2 separate regions of the Hordeum vulgare genome follow, and region 2 is linked to region 1. A link is a contact called in public Hi-C data. All regions are on one chromosome and are shown on one strand. Each heading gives the region's core, a stretch centred on a gene start, on an enhancer-like site or on the middle of the called end of the contact. The rest is flanking DNA. Distances are from core to core; before and after follow the strand shown.

Region 1 (4,954 bases), core at 2,305-4,804:
CATAATGTCCAGCAAACTGTCCACTTACATGCCTACAAATAATGTTGATCCAACGATTGAGGCCATGGCATGTCGTGAAGCATCGATGTCATTGTCATGCCAGAGCATTTTCTTTTTTTCGAGTAAAATGAAAAGGAAAAACTGCCGGCGTCGGTTCGCGCGGGCCTATCTGTCCATGGCGCCATCGGCGGAAAATGCCGAGTCAACCCGATCACCCGAGCCGGAGGATGGAGGAGAGCGGCTGGCGTTCCGGAAGGGGCTCGGCATGAAATGTGTGGTCTTCACATTGGTTCGTACGATCCGATGCAAACGGCGCGATCCGCATTTCTTTGGCAGGGTGCCCCCGCGAGCAACAGGTGGGGCCCGTCCGTGGTCGTCAACTCCACTGCCGTACCTTTCACCTCGGCTTCATGTGACATGCAAGGGAGATTCCTACCGGCGATCGACCCCGGCCACACGGGTGGATGAGCAGGCGCCAGTCACCGGGGAGGGGCCGGAGAACTGGTGGCGTACACCGCTGCGTCGTGTCGCTGTCGAGTCTTGGCCAGGAGAAAGGGCTAGAAGGGAATCGGCTAGAAGTAATACCTGGATGGAATATGACCTTCACCCAATTGATCAGAGCCGTTTTTTCCTTTTTTTTTGCAGGGTCATTTTGTCTCATTTATTTATGGCGAGAAAGACACGGAGAGAGGGACATGCGAGATTTCCTTATCCATATAATGATATATTTCACATGATATCTTTTTTGAAATCGGGTGAACATATTTTTTCCCCAGCGTTTTTACTGGCACTCTTTTCTCATGGAGGATTTTCTTTTCCGTGAGGCCATTTCGTAGTAGAAAACTCGGTCCATTCATTTCAATCCGCTTGGGATAAAGTACGCATCTATTGTTTTTTTCTAGCGCATAAATGGGCATACATATATTGGTAAAAAATGTATAGATTCTTATTGTCAGAGAATTACTTGCACCTATACTTTTCTCTGAGTAAAATGTATCTAATATCACTCGCAAAAATACTCCGTCTGTCCTAGTGGCGAATCTAGCGTGATAGCAAAGGATAGACTCAAATCATCAATTTACTAAGCCTAATTAGCAAATACATGAAAATTATTGCATGTAAAGCGTCTTAATGTAACTGTCATATGCTATACTCCCTCCGTTCCTAAATATAAGTCTTTTAAGGATTCAACTAGAAGAGTACATACATAGCGAAATGAGTGAATCTATACTCTAAAATGTGTCTATATACATCCGTATGTAGTCTTTTAATGAAACATCTAAAAAGACTTATATTTAAAAACGGAGGGAGTATTTAACTTAAATAGGATTTTAAAGGGTAGGCGTCAGCCTATTGAAGCCTTCCTAATAGAATCGCAACTGCTTTGTACCATAGTATAAGATCGTTTTTGACACGTATCTAATATCATCAAATTCATCAAAGTGGGAGGGAGTATCCTTACTATTTTCTTCACTTTGGTCTTCGGACTTGTTAAGGGGAGTCCGTATATGATCCATTGTAGTAGATTCTCCACATGTACCGAGCTAACGTGTTGTATTAGCTTTGTGTCAACATGACATGTCAAGATGAAAAACAGAGGAGTAAAAACACAAAAACACCACCAACGAAGTTGGAGTGCGTTCAAGAAGACGACCTTGAATTCGATGCTTGCTCTCGCCACCATGACCTTACATTACCGCATATATGAATCTGCATTTTATCTTGTCGATGAGCTCGTGTGTGCATTGGGTCTCCATAGTACCAAAAATGTTTTTTTTCTAGAACATCACATCCACATCCTCTATCACCAACGTTTGCTTGGCATCGTTTGAATCTCTCCGAGCAAGCATCGCTTTGCCCCACATTGTTGTCGTTGCCTCCTCCTTCAGGTCCTCGAGCTTGACACACGATTCCTCATGCTTCGTGACGACAAGATCTAAGGAGTTCATCGGCTTGGACTTGTTGGTGAGCGGCAAGTTAGGTGATTGCCTTGTCACTTTCTTGCGGTCCATGTGGGGGCATGTCGGTGAGGTGTACCAAGTGTTTCTACAAGGGCTCTTGCTTTAAATCGATATGAGCAATCACAATCCTAGGACACACCGTCAAAGCTTGAAAATGTGGGTCCCCTCCACGGAGGAGAGCTTGGTCAGTTGTGCCTGGAAGTTGTGGATCCGTGCTAAAACCATGCCATGCCCCTCCGGCCTCCTTCATGGCCCGCTTCTTGGAGTTCCTAGAGGACTGGGGCTACTCCTTGGTCTTCTTAAGCCTGTCTTGCAGATGCGAGGGCATGGACCCTAGTTGATCTCCTTTTCTCGTGTTCGCACTCAATAAAAACAAAAATGGGACATTGTGAGAGTTTAGGGACTAAATTACACTTCCTCGACAAGCAGGTAGATGGATGTAAATGTGTTTTACTATATTTTACCACATCTCATGACTATATAAGATGTGGATGCCTTGAATTATGGCGAGCCCACGGTGGCTATCTAGGAAATGAATTATGACGAGCCACATTATTTTGATAAGAATTTCCAAGATGCTATTTGTGACATTTTATTTTTACCTCATGTGGCACAAATTATAAATTCCTCTATGATAGCCCTTTTATCGAGTTTATTTCTGTTTCTACTGATTTTAAAGTTTTTCCCGCTCTATCAAGTGGGGTTTGTCGTTGGTTTGACATGAACCCGAGTCATATGCCAGGTAAATCACTGAGATAGATGACATATTTCTTAGGGCTCCAGGGGCGACAAATGGGGGCACACGGCGAGTTGGTAAAGCACAATAAGCTCGTCGGACTCTTACCACACCTCTTAAACCGTTTCTTTCTTTCATCATGTTCTCCTTTTTCTTTTTCTGACAAAAATACACTGTTTTCATTCATCATTAATAAAAAGGAGGCAAAAATACACATGTAACCGGGGAGAAACTGTACAAGCAGAGAGAAAGAAAATAAGGAAAGACACCACAAATGCAGTCAAAAGCCTACATCTTCCTAATCCACTGAACTCCCTTCAACAAATCCGCTAGCCAGGTTCTTCTGCATATAGAGTATCACAAACGGCGAAAAAGGTTGCAGCCTGGCCACTCAAAACAATGAACAGATAACACGTTCTTTTCTTTTGGATGAATCAACAGCAAATGTTTACCGTTCTAAAAAAGAACAGTGTTCAGTACATCTTATCCACGAAAAAGAAACGGTTGGATCACCGCTTGTGTGCGGGTTGTGTGGCTCTGATCCAACTCTGCTCTGGCACACACGCTGGTTGTGTGGCTCGCCGCTTTTCTACGGTCACGTTGGGCGTGACCACCCACCTGAGGAGCCGGTGTGAAAGACGCATCGGCTTCACCCTCCCGGCCCCCGTCCGACGATCGCCGTCGCCATTAACAACAACCAACAGCTAGCAATATATGTATTCAGTATTCACCCCTAAGAAAATAATATAGTATGTTTTTATCCATGGCGCTCGCGTCGCGCGTATGCATGCTGCTGCTGCACGGCTGCACCCCAACCCGGCAAACCGTCCGTCGCAGTCGCCGTTATCACTACCAACGAGACCCTCGTACGTCGAGTTCTGGACCGTATAAAGCAGCGGGTCCCGGTACGGGAACACCCACAGCCAGACCACCCTCCCGCCGGTTCACTCGTTTCCTTCACCCCCCCTCGCCGCCACGCCATGACCCAAGAACGGGAGCCGCTCCTGCAGAATGCCGCCGCCGGGGCGAAGGGCTCGCCGGCCGTGCTGCCGTCCCTGGCTAGGTCCGTGCTCAAGTTCCTCATGTGGGCGGTGTTCCTCACCTGGGCGGCGGGGATCTTCTTCTACCCCACCGCACCCGTGCAGGCGGCGTTCCGCCGGTGGGCGGCCATCGCCAGCACGGAGGGCCTGATCACCGGCCTCACCGGTACGCAGCCTCCAAGAATTCCTGCCCCCTCTTTCCTCGGTACCACCGAGGCAGGGGAAAGTAGGTGCTGATCGCTCTCGTGACAGGGGTTCGTCATTACTAATTGGGTTCCCCTTTTCCTCTTCTTGCTTCTCGCAGGGAGCGTTTTTCTTTTCTTCAGCGGGCCGATTCTGATCATTGCAGCCCTGGCATATGTGTACATCTTCGCCTTCCCGGGTGATCACGTCGGGTGAGTATGAATTTTGCGGCAATTCGGTGCTTCCAGTTCCTTTATTTAGGGGTTGATGATTCAGATGAGCCCTTTCTTTCCCTGAATTGATAGACTACCTGCACTAAAACTTCAGGATATCCTTTTTTTGTTTCAAGCACTGGATTCTCTGAATATTAGCAAAATCTTGCAATTGCAATCGCAGAAGTTACACATGCTTCCTCATTTTGACATGAAAACTAGCAGGATGAACTGAACCACCATAGAAACTCGTAACAAATAGTACTACCTCGTACCCATAATACTCCCTCCGTCCCATAATTTTTGTCTTAGATTTGTTTAGATATGGATGTATCTAGTCAAGTTTTAGTATTTTGATACATCTATTTCTAAACAAAGGTAAGACAAGAATTTTGGGACGGAGGAAGTAATTAATAAGTTCGCAGATTTGAACTAACCCTAGTTCAAAACTGCAACACTTATTTTGGATCAGAGGGAGTAGTATCACGATAAGATTGGCCTGCCTCATGCTGCAAAAGTTAATTACTTACCTGCTCTTTGCTACCAGAAAGAAGAAGCTGAGGTCGCTGAGTTTCCGTCTCTGGACTTATCCTGTTCTTGTCGATGGTCCGTTCGGGGTTGTCTCCGCTGCTGAGTTTATCGGGATCGTCATGTTCATCGTCTATGTTGTCTTCTCGATGACCTATTATGTTGTAGACAGTGTGAGCCTCATCTCCCAAGCGCACTTGCCACCGACTACTCGCAGGTATGTTGTGTTATGAACGAAACCTGTTAGTGAAAGATGTTTCATGCCAGTACTGATCAACAAATCCTGTTGTTATC
Region 2 (5,081 bases), core at 37-2,536, 310 kb after region 1:
TGACACGTAATAAAAGAAAAGAGAGAATGAAACCGTATGAACTTGAAGCAACGGTTCAGGCACAAGCTCCGAGGCAAGCATGCCCATTTCTTCAACATTTAGTGGACCCATTTAGTTATTTTACATACGGTTAACATGCAATCCATTGAAGAGCTTGTATGATGTGTTGTTGGTTGCTGACGTGGACATTTATACCAACGATTGAACATACAGACTATTGGAGATGCTCTTATTGGCTTAAAAAGAACCATCAATACTGATCCTACTGGTTCTTGAGATCGTGAACCAAGTTAATTTACCTTGTAGACGGCGTCCCAGGGGAAGCATCCGAGCATATCGAGGGCGAAGCTGCCCTTGATGTAGCTGAAAAGGCAATGAACACTTTCAGATATTCAGAAACATTAGTTATTCTGTCTTGAGTTGATTGTGAGAAGTGAGCTCTGACCGTAGCGCGATCCTCTGCTGGTCGTAGACCACCCGGTGGGTGTGAGGGTCCCGGTAGGCGAGGTAGAAGTGGACGGCGACGTCGGCGAGGAAGATGAGCTGCACGCACTCGAGGTCCAGCAGGTGCTCGGGGATGCCCCGGAAGAAGCAGAATGCGAAGGGGGTGTAGAAGACGGAGTAGATGGACCACAGGAACATCATGTTCGACCACATCCTGTACCATCTGCAGCAGAGGAGAGCAGAGCACATTACATTATCAAGAACCATGGCTGCCTAGCGTCATGCTTCCATGCACGCCTCCTCCGCATGGTACTATCTCATCATTCTCATGCAGAACTTCTTTCTCCAATTGGCCGGCACTCAGTTAATAGCCATTGGTTTTGAATGCAACATTTAGATCATCTTTTTCAGCACTAGCTGGCTTCTAAGCTCTACCTTACATACCTTCCATTGGGGTCGATGACGAAGCTGCTGCCATAGCAATTGCTGGGGAGCCTCAAGGCGCTGCTGCTGCTTGGCCACTTGAACTCCCTCGCGAAGAGGGAGAGCCTGCTCCCAACAGAGCCATGCAACGCGCCATCGATCTCGTTCAGTTCATACTCTGCACCACCAATCTCCCTCTCCATGCCTCTTCTTCCCTAATAATTTGCGTGTGTTCAATGTGTTGCTCTGAGCAGTGCAATGCAGGCACAGGACGCTGCACACATATATACATATATGATCGGACATGTGGCCCCGCACAGATGCCACTACCTTTTGGTTGCACATAAGGGGTGATTGGGCACCGCACCGCGCACGAACGGCACCAGCATTCGGCCGATGCAGGTGGTTGTTGGGGGCTTTGCCCAACTGGGGGCGATCGGGTTCACTTCTGGTTACGCATGGTGTCACCACCTCGCCTCCTCTATCACCTTTTAAATGCTTAAGGAAACCACTTGCAAAGCTGCTGCCGTTCCATGCTGCAGCATGGTGCAAGCACTGGCTAGCTACGTACCACTGCACCTAAACAAACAGACTAATCTGCCGCCCAATCTGTTACGCCTTTTTTTTTTTCTCTACATGTTGTTTTAGTTTGTTTGGCATGCCCGCTTTGAGCCCTCATTTATTTGTTTGTGCAGCCACACCTCTCAAATTGTCCTTCATATAATCAGTCATTTCATCAAACACGTTCCGTGCGGCACAACCAGAGCACGCGGACAGCACCGCAGCTGGGCTAGCAACACCACGGCGAGCTCGGGTAGCAACATGACGACGGCAAAACAGACAGCTAGGCTAGCAATGGCAGACACAGCACGCGGCTGCAGCGTACGCCCTTGACCCCGGCGTGCCCAGCTGCATGCCCACGGCGGCTGCACGCGCGCCCGCTCGCATGCCCGCGGCGGGGTACGACAGCGCAACGGGCAGGCCAGCACGCGGCGGCGGCCAGCCGGCCAGCACGCAGCGGCGGCTGCACATGCAAGCAAGGCCGCACACGGGCGCGCACGAGCTCGGGTGGGTGGCTGCACGTGGGACAGGGTGCAAGAGCTATGACGTGTGACGTCAGGGTCTCATATTATCCTCATATTTGATCGTTTTTAAAGAATACCGACTAATGCGGACATATATGGACGAAATGAGATGTCATTAGACTTTTAGGGTAAAAATAAAGGATCCTGTTGTAGATGTTCTAACCACCGTTTCACAAAATTTTGTGCACTGACTGCATGGATGAGTGGTGTAGCAATCATGCTGCAAAGTGCTGCCTGCTTTTTTTTTTCTTATCACATCAATTGCATGCAGTCTAGTCATCTTAACTTCAAAGTACTAGTCATCACCTGCTTGTGCCGGTCAAAGACCCTACTGCTGGGATCAGCAGGACATGGCTAGCTCATGTTGCCACCAGCAGCATTGAGGATCCTGTGTGATCAGGTTCAGATCCCTTGTTGTTCGTGGTAACTGCACGAGCGTTTTCCCGGATGCTCTCGGAACTGTTTGCTCAAATCTAACTCCAACTATGAGATGCACATTACTCCCTCGTTCTTAAATATAAGACTTTTAGAGATTGCACTATAAACTACATACGGATACACTTAGACATATTTTAAAGTATAGATTCATTCATTTTGCTCTGTATGTAGTCTCCTAGTGAAATATTTAAAATGTCTTATATTTTGAAACGGAGGGAGTATAAGAGAACGTAGGAGCTGAGAGCCTGAGACTGATCAATGAGTGGGCGAGTGGACGTGCAATTAGAATGATTTCATACTTGAACCATACTTGAACTATACACATTCATTTATCTCTCAAAACCATACTTAAACCATACCCATTTAGTGTCATTTTTAACCCAACCAAAACCAAACCCACTATTTTCTTCATCCAAACCAATTTAAACCCAAAACATAACCATGGGTTTAAACTCAATACATAACCATGGGTTTCCTTTAATGTACACATGATTGCACAAATTGACATGTGTTGTAAGAGGCAAAAAGAACATGGCCATGCTGATAAGCTCACTAACAAATGTATTAAAACCAAATTGCTTAGCGAAAGCACAAGAAAACACTTCCGATTTTCATCTGTTGTTTCCCCATAATACATAATTACATAGTGCATTACAGCATGCACGCGGATCAAAGATACTCGTTCTCGGCCGTAGTTGATTATTGCATATAACCAATGCCTAGAAACCGGTTTGGACCCATAGTTTATAACCGCTAATAACCAAACCGTTTAAACCCATAACCAACTATACCCAAACTGGTTTCTCCACATACCCAAACCAAAACCAAACTAAACAAATCTCAGCCCAATAAAACCTGAACCAATCAAACCCAAAGTAAGAACCGAACCGTTACACCCGGTTTTTTAATAACCATTCTCAGGTTTACGTGCAATACCAGGTTCATACCCTTTTGGTTTGAATTTGGGGAAAAAAAATTCATTTATCTGTAACACTACGAAGAAAGGTATGGGTTTCCTCGGGCCGAACCAGATGATCTTATAACACACTAATCTGTCCACCTGTGTTGGTGTGCTCAAAATATATCTTTTATTTACTCGTTTATTTTGCAAGATTTTTTTAAAAATCTGTACTTAGCATGTTTAGATTCTGGGACCTGGGAAAATTCAGTGTCTGTCAGCAAATAATCCGGCCAAACCCAGTTTTTTTTTTTTTTTGCCTAGGGGTACTCAAGTTCAAGACTGAAAAGTGGGACGGTAGCCTGTGAAAACCGGCCACAAAAGAAAGGCTGAGCAAAGGCAAAGCTGAAAACTGCCCGAGCAGCTGGTCTGCAGTTCTGCACTAGTGCGTACTTGCGTGTCGCTTTCACAACTCGGCAGAAAATTACGACGAGTAGCATTAGTATTTAAGCAGGTGGTCAAAGTTGATGGTGATTTGCGACCTCGAATGTGCCAATTAGGGTAGTACTCTCGCTTGGCTTATCTTTTACGTTGACATGATTATGAAACAAGAAGCTGACTGGGAGTTTCCCTTTCGAGGGATGCGAAAAAGGAATTGAACGTATAATAAGATGATAAAAGCCAAGTCATTTTTCAAGTCATTTTTTATCACCGTCCCTTGTTCTGCTTTGTTTTGAATGGCTGCGCTTCGCTGGTGAGTGGACTACGATAGGCATGTGGTTCATGCAAGTTGGTAAAGCGCGTGCTAGAATTTAAATGGGACAATGTACTTAATCGCATTACAAACAATTTGATACCCCATACACGAAATAAGAAAAGGCCTATACAATGACTGGGGCGTTTTTGGAGCTTGGGCTCCATGCAACCCTATTTTTAAAACCCCCAAAATTCATCAAAATTCGTTTTTTTACATTTAAAAAAAATCTAAAAATAAATATGGATATACATGAAGGTATAATACACATGTGTGTAAATATTTAGAACAAAATACGTTGAAACGAGGTCTGTGCAAAAAAGACAAATTTGTGGCATTTTAACATATGATACTAATCATCTCAAAAGTCCATGAATTTGTTTTTTTTTCACAGATCGCATCTTAAGGTATTTTATCCTAAATTTTTGTACACATATACATTTCATCCTTGTGTATTTACATATTTATTTTCAGATTTTTTTAAAACAGAAATTTTGAATTTTGAAGTCTTTTTAAAAAGAGAGGGTGCCATGGAGCCCGAGCTTCAAAAGGCATTTTCGCTATACAATCCAGTAATCTTTTCTTATTTCATTTTTCAAGTGAACAGAACGGTACATAAAAACCCCATAACCGGTATATGATTAAACATACGGGACTATGGGGCTATAGAAGCAAACAATTTGCATGACTGAACATACTACCGAGTCTATTAAAAAGCCAACACTTTGCCTTATTAAACATGCTATGGATCTAGTGAAAACCAACAATTGGCATGATTAAACATACATGAAATGGCAACAGTGCTAAATCCAGTTGGTCAGCATTTTCCTTCTTAAGCAAAGTAGCTCCCCAAGAAAGGACCTAGAGATAATTTATTTTTTGTTATTATAATACTGTTCATCTCGGAAATAGTTTTATTTGTTGCTGCATAACAGAGGACATGCACGGACACAAACTATTCTAGTGCAATTTGGACTCCTTTTAAACCCCATCTCATCCGCTGGCTTAAACTAGCTGCATTATGCTGAAGAGCCGGACA

What was found. A called contact is a pair of places that touch in the nucleus more often than the background predicts.
Region 2: a contact with region 1 is called in a Hi-C map of leaf, with 8 times the contacts expected there. The contact joins the promoter of LOC123426817 here to the promoter of LOC123426816 in region 1. A contact is called at or near these places in 3 of 6 Hi-C or Micro-C datasets (leaf and seedling) and 1 of 1 datasets of contacts at active chromatin or transcription factors (embryo).

What each region holds. Positions count from the first base shown.
Region 1 is chr2H:493,844,768-493,849,721 of MorexV3_pseudomolecules_assembly, forward strand. LOC123426816 (ferric reduction oxidase 7, chloroplastic-like) reads left to right here and starts at 3,555. Exons shown (of 9, transcript XM_045110715.1): 1 at 3,555-3,903; 2 at 4,042-4,132; 3 at 4,680-4,877. The coding sequence starts at 3,678.
Region 2 is chr2H:494,155,113-494,160,193 of MorexV3_pseudomolecules_assembly, forward strand. It overlaps LOC123426817 (potassium channel KOR2-like), which reads right to left and starts at 1,287. Exons shown (of 11, transcript XM_045110718.1): 1 at 889-1,287; 2 at 446-667; 3 at 300-363. The coding sequence starts at 1,070.